2 separate regions of the Mus musculus genome follow, and region 1 is linked to region 2. The links are chromatin contacts, called in public Hi-C maps. All regions are on one chromosome and are shown on one strand. The core of a region is the stretch at or near the end of the contact, and the rest is flanking DNA. Distances in the headings are between cores, read along the strand shown.

What was found. Hi-C and Micro-C count contacts between places; a contact is called where the count stands out from the background.
Region 1: a Hi-C map of liver shows a contact between it and region 2, with 2.5 times the contacts expected there. The contact joins the enhancer-like site here to the promoter of Hhat in region 2. A contact is called at or near these places in 1 of 15 datasets of contacts at CTCF or cohesin (the NIH/3T3 cell line), 8 of 484 Hi-C or Micro-C datasets (the C2C12 cell line, cerebral cortex, embryonic fibroblasts and 4 more), 3 of 115 datasets of contacts at active chromatin or transcription factors (the SCID.adh cell line, craniofacial prominence and double positive thymocytes) and 2 of 9 other capture datasets (adipose tissue and pancreatic islet).

What each region holds. Positions count from the first base shown.
Region 1 is chr1:192,814,700-192,817,850 of GRCm38.p6, forward strand. No RefSeq gene overlaps it. Among named protein-coding and RNA genes, the nearest start is that of A730013G03Rik, 19 kb to the right of the region's middle. Within about 2 kb of position 1,287, at least 29 of the 459 cell types and tissues checked have an H3K27ac peak or open chromatin away from gene starts, as enhancers often do. A contact at or near this core is called in liver, where this site is marked.
Region 2 is chr1:192,769,908-192,772,701 of GRCm38.p6, forward strand. It overlaps Hhat (hedgehog acyltransferase), which reads right to left and starts at 1,312. Exons shown (of 12, transcript NM_144881.4): 1 at 1,073-1,312.

The DNA of each region.
Region 1 (3,151 bases), core at 37-2,536, 45 kb after region 2:
CCAAAGCTTACCTGGAGAACCGATGGGTTTGGGGGAGTTTGTTTGCAGAGCCTGCAAGAGGCATTACTGACAGAAGTGACTCCAAGGCAGACACTCTGGAAAGGGCTTTACCCTGCATGCATGCTGGCTCCCCCAAACATGCACAGACAGCTTCAATTAGCCTCCCAGCCTGTATACCCCAGCACCCTCCTGTGCAATTAGGCCAGGATTGCATATGGCTGGAAAGAGCAGCTGTAAGGTCAGGTGAAAGTTCGTGACCCTCTCTATCCCTCCTTCTCTGAGGGAATGTCAGTTATCAACAAGCCCAATCTTGACGGACCCCTGAAGGTAGGCACAGCTTATCTGATACACACAGCAGCTGTTTTTCTCTTAGGACTGAGTTCCACAACAAAAAGGCCTGTTTGAAACAGGAATCCATTCTTTTAAACTTAGGTCCTTCCTATCCCCAAGATACCTTATTGTGTATTTGAAAATATTTCCAGGTCTGAGATCCTCAGCATTTCTGGTCCCGAGCATTTACATAAGGAGTAGCTGCTCTTTCCGTTGTTACACTGTTATTCCTCGAAAAAAGCTGGTCTTTGGTTTATATATCCACAACCTATACCCTTCCCTGCAGAGAGTAGGAGAGGTGGTAGGGAGCCAAAGCTGGAAAGGCAGGAACAGTGTCCAAAGATGCCCGCTGAGCACCAAGCTCTCTGCATGCCCCACCAGATAACCCCCCCCCCCCACCATCACCACTACTAATAGAATCAGAAAGTAACACAATCCTTGGATTCTGAATTCCTGGAGGATCCTGGCTAGGGGCTCTGGCAGCTGGCAGGAGGCCTGAGGTGGAGAGAGGTCTGATAAAGATCAAATGTGCAGGCCTGTCTACCACAGGCTGCCTCCTTAAACCCAGCCTCAGCTCTGGCCTGCAGAGGCTTCCTGTGGAGAGAACGGGGATTCAAGGCCAGAGAGCCTGAAGAATAGCAACTAATAGAACCATGTGCAGAGAAAGCCTCTGCCCCTGCTTCCAGACCCCACCTGGAGGACTCTGGGAAGAGCCCACTGGGAGGGCCTTTCCTACCAGCCACCAACCTAAGGGATTGCCTTAGGGACCCCACCATCTATCCCTTCAGGAGACCCCCCCAGATCAAAGTAGAGTGGATACAATGGTTTACCCTTGGGACAGAGAGAAGGATAGAAAACACAGGGAAAGCCCCTTTAGGTCCCCTGGCCTCTCACTTGCCAGGGCAGAAACTAAGAGCAAAAGCACAGCCAGTGTGAGATGCCCTTTGACCTTCTTGGCAGAGCATGAGTGGCTCTAGGTGGTTGGAACACCTCAAGCCCTCTTCCCACTGAGATCGGCAGCCAGTGCTACCTGGGGGATCCATGAGTCCATGGCTGCTGAGAACAGTGGTCCTCCTCCTGCAGTCTCTGCCAGTCCTGAATTATTCCATACTTAAACAGTGCTCACTCCTCATGAGCCTTTGTCAAACGACTCTTAGTCCACACATGTGTGTGCTTCTGATTTGTTTAGCACGTGTGCTTCAGCATCTACTTCATAGCCCTCTGGCTCTGTCACTCACATTGATCAGCTCCCTGTCACACCTGTAAGGCTTGTCACAGCCTTTCTGCACAAAGGAGCAGCAGGTGCTATTTCAGTGTGCCACCTTGGGACCATTTTAAACAGTGAAGTGGACCTGACTCTCAAAAATGTTAAAATATGGCACTAAGTGGCTGAAAAGAACATTTGAGAGCAGTGTGAGACTTGAGAGGAGCAGGGCCTGCCTGATTGGACCCCAGTTAGGAGAGTATGACCTGGTGCATTTCTGCCGCATGTACCCACCGATCTCTCTCTCTCTCTCTCTCTCTCTCTCACACACACACACACACACACAAGTTGTACAAAGCTCAGAAAATATTAACTTGGATTACAAACAAATATTTATTTGTAATCAATCTCATAGATACATAAAGTCCCAAATTAAAAGGTTGACTGCATGAGCCATGATTGTCTTCCTCTTCTTCTTCTTTTATTTCTTCTTCTTCTTCTTCTTCTTCTTCTTCTTCTTCTTCTTCTTCTTCTTCTTCTTCTTCTTCTTCTTCTTCTTCTTCTTCCTCTTCCTCTTCCTCTTCCTCTTCTTTTTCTTCTTCTTCATCTTCTAAGCAACGTATAGCGGTAGTGTGTGTGTGTGATTGCTATTATTCCCATTTTAAAGATTGAAAAACTGAGTTCCAGAGGGTTTTTATGATTTGTACAAAGTGACAGAGGTAACAAAAGACACTGCTGCATTTATGTGCATTTATGTGCATGGTGACATGTGCATATATGTGCCAGAGATTGATACCAGATCTTCCTTCTATCCTCTCTTTTTTCCCTCTTTCTCTTCTTAATAAATTGTTTTTAATTTTAAACAAACTTTAAGCACATAGCTTGGAGAAAACACTACCAAAGGAGACCACCTTGCATCACCCAGCCCTTATTCTGTCTGTTCATGATCCTAAGTGAACTTGTCCGGCTGTCACCATACAGCAGTATGCTCTGCCCAACTGCTTTGGGGATGCTTCTGGGGAGAGGACTTTTGTCTCTCTTTCCCCATCCCATAATAAGCTCCAAATTTCTCTAGTACAGTACAGACGTCTCCCTGTTGTTTATTTTGCAGATGCAGAGCAAGCAATTCTAAAAAAAAAAAAAAAAAAAAAAGTCCTTATTGTGTATCCAGCTGCTACTATCAGCTCACAGGCCTGATCCAGGGCAGTCATGGACGACCCGAGAGGCTCAGAACCATTATATTCAGCAGCAAGACATATATTAGACCCCTGATGTTTTCACTGTGGACACAGGAGCGATTGCCTCTGCTCCTCTTTCAAAAGAAGGTTACTTTGTGGCGGGAGACTGATCAGGACACATAGATTACAGGCCAGTCAGAGTCATGCACAGCTAAGTTTGGGGTGGCCTTTGGCTGGTCAGGTGATCTGTGAGGGCTGGAGTAGGAGCTCCTTCATGGAGATGGCCATAAGGTAGGATAGATGAAAGGTGAGAGGGAAGTCCAAGCAACTGTACGAGCAGTGCAGTGTGGCTGGACAAGAGCTGAAACCTGAAGAGAGAGCTGGGCAGCCTTTCAACGAAGCCTGAGGGTGAAGGAGATGGCAGAGTTATGGCTGTGAA
Region 2 (2,794 bases), core at 62-2,561:
CTGGTGACTCTCCAAGAGAAAGCCAAGTAAAAACCAGGTAAAGCCTTTGTCCCCAAAGAAGGCTCCAAACCCCAGCCCCTAGCATAGACAATTCATTGGTGCTGGTGGCCTTGAAGGGTCTTGGAGAACACAGCTTGTCTTTCTGGGGTGCTGTCAAAACAACACATCCATCAGAACTGTCCTTAGCCAGCACATAAACCATCCTACGGGGAGAGAAATCACAGGGAAGTCGGAACATGAAGAATAGAAGCCAGAAAGAATGGACTTCTAGACCCTGAGTGAAAGCGCACAGCCCTTCAAAGCTTTCCCTGAGCCGCGTCCTGTGGCACTGGAGCAGATGCTCAGCTCTACATAATAGAACACCACACTGAACGGAGCAGACACACTGCATAACGCTGTCAGTCCCCACACGTAGAAGGCCCTGATCTAAAAGCGGCCAATAGCTGTTGAATCTGGGGGAGGAGAGCCTGCATAAAAACTGGTGTCTCCCAGTCTTGCCACTGAACAGATGAGGGAAACTAAGTCCAGAGAGTTTCTGGAAAGCGAAAGAGATCTTTAAACTGAGAACTGGGGCTCGGTGGTTAAACATTTGCTGCACGGGTTTGTTGGCCCAATTTCAACACACACACACACACACACACACCACGAAGAAAACAGAAATCTCTGAGCTGGGCCGGGTGGGGGCGTGGGGAGGGCCTGTAGGCGCCCTTCCTGCAGGGAGCAGCAGGGTTCTCGGTTCCCGGGACTCCGTGCCTTTGTGTCGCCGCCCTCCAGCACGCGGACACGGACACGGGAAGCGGAAACGCTATTGCGTTTCTCCCCCACGTCAGCGGCGAGCCTCCCACGACCTGCTGCGGCACCCCAGCCAGCCCCCTGTCTCCGCGCAGGTTAAGTCGTGGCAGCCTTTGCAACCACAGGCCCCTGCACGGCCGCCAGCTCCACGCGCGCCCGCCGCCAGCCCCCGCGCGCCCTCTGACCCTGCGGGGCCTCACCACCCACGCCCCCTCCTGCTCTCCACGCGCGCCCCCGATGCACGGCTTTTCCCCTGTCTGTCTCGCGCGGGCGAAATCACCTGGATCGCAGTGTGCAGAGCTGGGCGAGCGGGAGAGAAGGCGTCCCTGCACCCCGCCGCGCTGAGCCGCGGCCCGGGAGGGACTCGCGAGCACAGCGCGGGTCAGAGGCCGCGGGGGTGAGCGCCTGGCCTGAGATGTTGTGCCCGGGTTCCCGAACGCAGGATTGGCCAGGGCTCTGTACATTTACTGGAGCCGAATCATTACACAGGGTCCCACCAGAACCTCAGGCTCCAGGATTCTTCCGGTCCCCAAAGGAATGAGTCTGGGGCGGGGGTGTGTACGGCCTGCCCTGCTACAGGAAGATGACTTAGACCAGTGAAGGGCAGACTAAATAGAGCTGGAGAAATCTCTGCAAAACCGACTTTAAAATCATCTTCACTTCCACCTTCCCCAGCACCAACTAAAACAGCCGGACCAGGAGTGCCAGGTTGCCCAAAATAAAAACACAGGGTGCCAAGTTAATACTTTCTTGGTATCATATGGCCTTTGTTGTTTGGAAGACGTAATATACTTTCTAACAGTTCCTGGGGGTTGGAGAGATGTGGCTCAGTGAGTAAGGGTTTGCTATGCAAGTGTTAGGATCTGAGTTTAATCCCCACACTGAAGTAAAGAGCCAGGCATGGCTGGTGTGCCTGTAGCCCCGTCATTGAAGGTAGAGACTCTATCGAACCCCTAGATCCTGACCAGCTGCCTTAGTCTAAACAGGAAGCCTCCAATTAGAGGCTAATGCAGACCCTGCACCACAAAAATGAGGTGAGGCAAGAGGAAGATGTGGAAGCCTTGCTCTGGCCTCTTCAGGAGAGCACCCAACATGCATACAACATATATGTCTTGTATATTTGTAATAACAGTGTGCCTTGGTACCTGACAAGTCTGGTCACTGTAATAAAGCCCAGGGTTTGGCCCAGAAGGTGCCAAAGTGTTAGCTCTGCTCTGGGACAGTCAGAAGAGGTGGTCCTCTTCTGTGTCAGGTTCTAAATGGCCTGTTACTGTGGGTTCAATGCCATTTAAGTCTAACTCTTTTCTACATGTGCACAGTGCTCATTTGAAGACATAAAATAAAGTCAGGTTTGGCTAATGTAAATCAGAAACATCTGTGTAAGAGAAAATACTCCAGGCTTGTGACCCAGCTATACAGCCAAGACAGGAGGATCCGAAGTTCAAAACCAGGGCTACAGAGTGATTTTGACAAACTGTCTCAAAATGTAAAAGTAAGCATTGGCAGAGGAGACACAGCTCAGTGGTGGAGCCTTGCCTCACATGCAGAACACCCACAATACCAAAGCCCAAAGCAAGACTAAGCAATGAGCTGAAGAACGTGCCGGCGGGGAATATTCCAAGTGGTACTTCTTAGTACACGTGGATTTAAAACAGTTGATGGAAACATCAGAATCCAGTTGCACGTAGACAAGAGACTTGAGTGTGGGAGTGTATTTTGACAAAATTATCTTATATTCTAAGAGACTGGAAGCTTTGCTGGGCTTCTCGGGTGAAGTTAATAATATACATTGAGGTCACTCAAGACTACTTTCTAGTCGGCCTGTTTGTTTAACTTGCCTTTCAGAGAACAATGTAACAATGGGCTTTACTTGTCTTGGGTTTCCCATATAACCAACTTTCACAATCTAAACAAATGCATAGCTGTAAGCTTCAATATGTGCTTCTCCATGCCATGACCCAGTGTCATGTATGTGTGCTCTAATAATCATCTGCTGAAAACA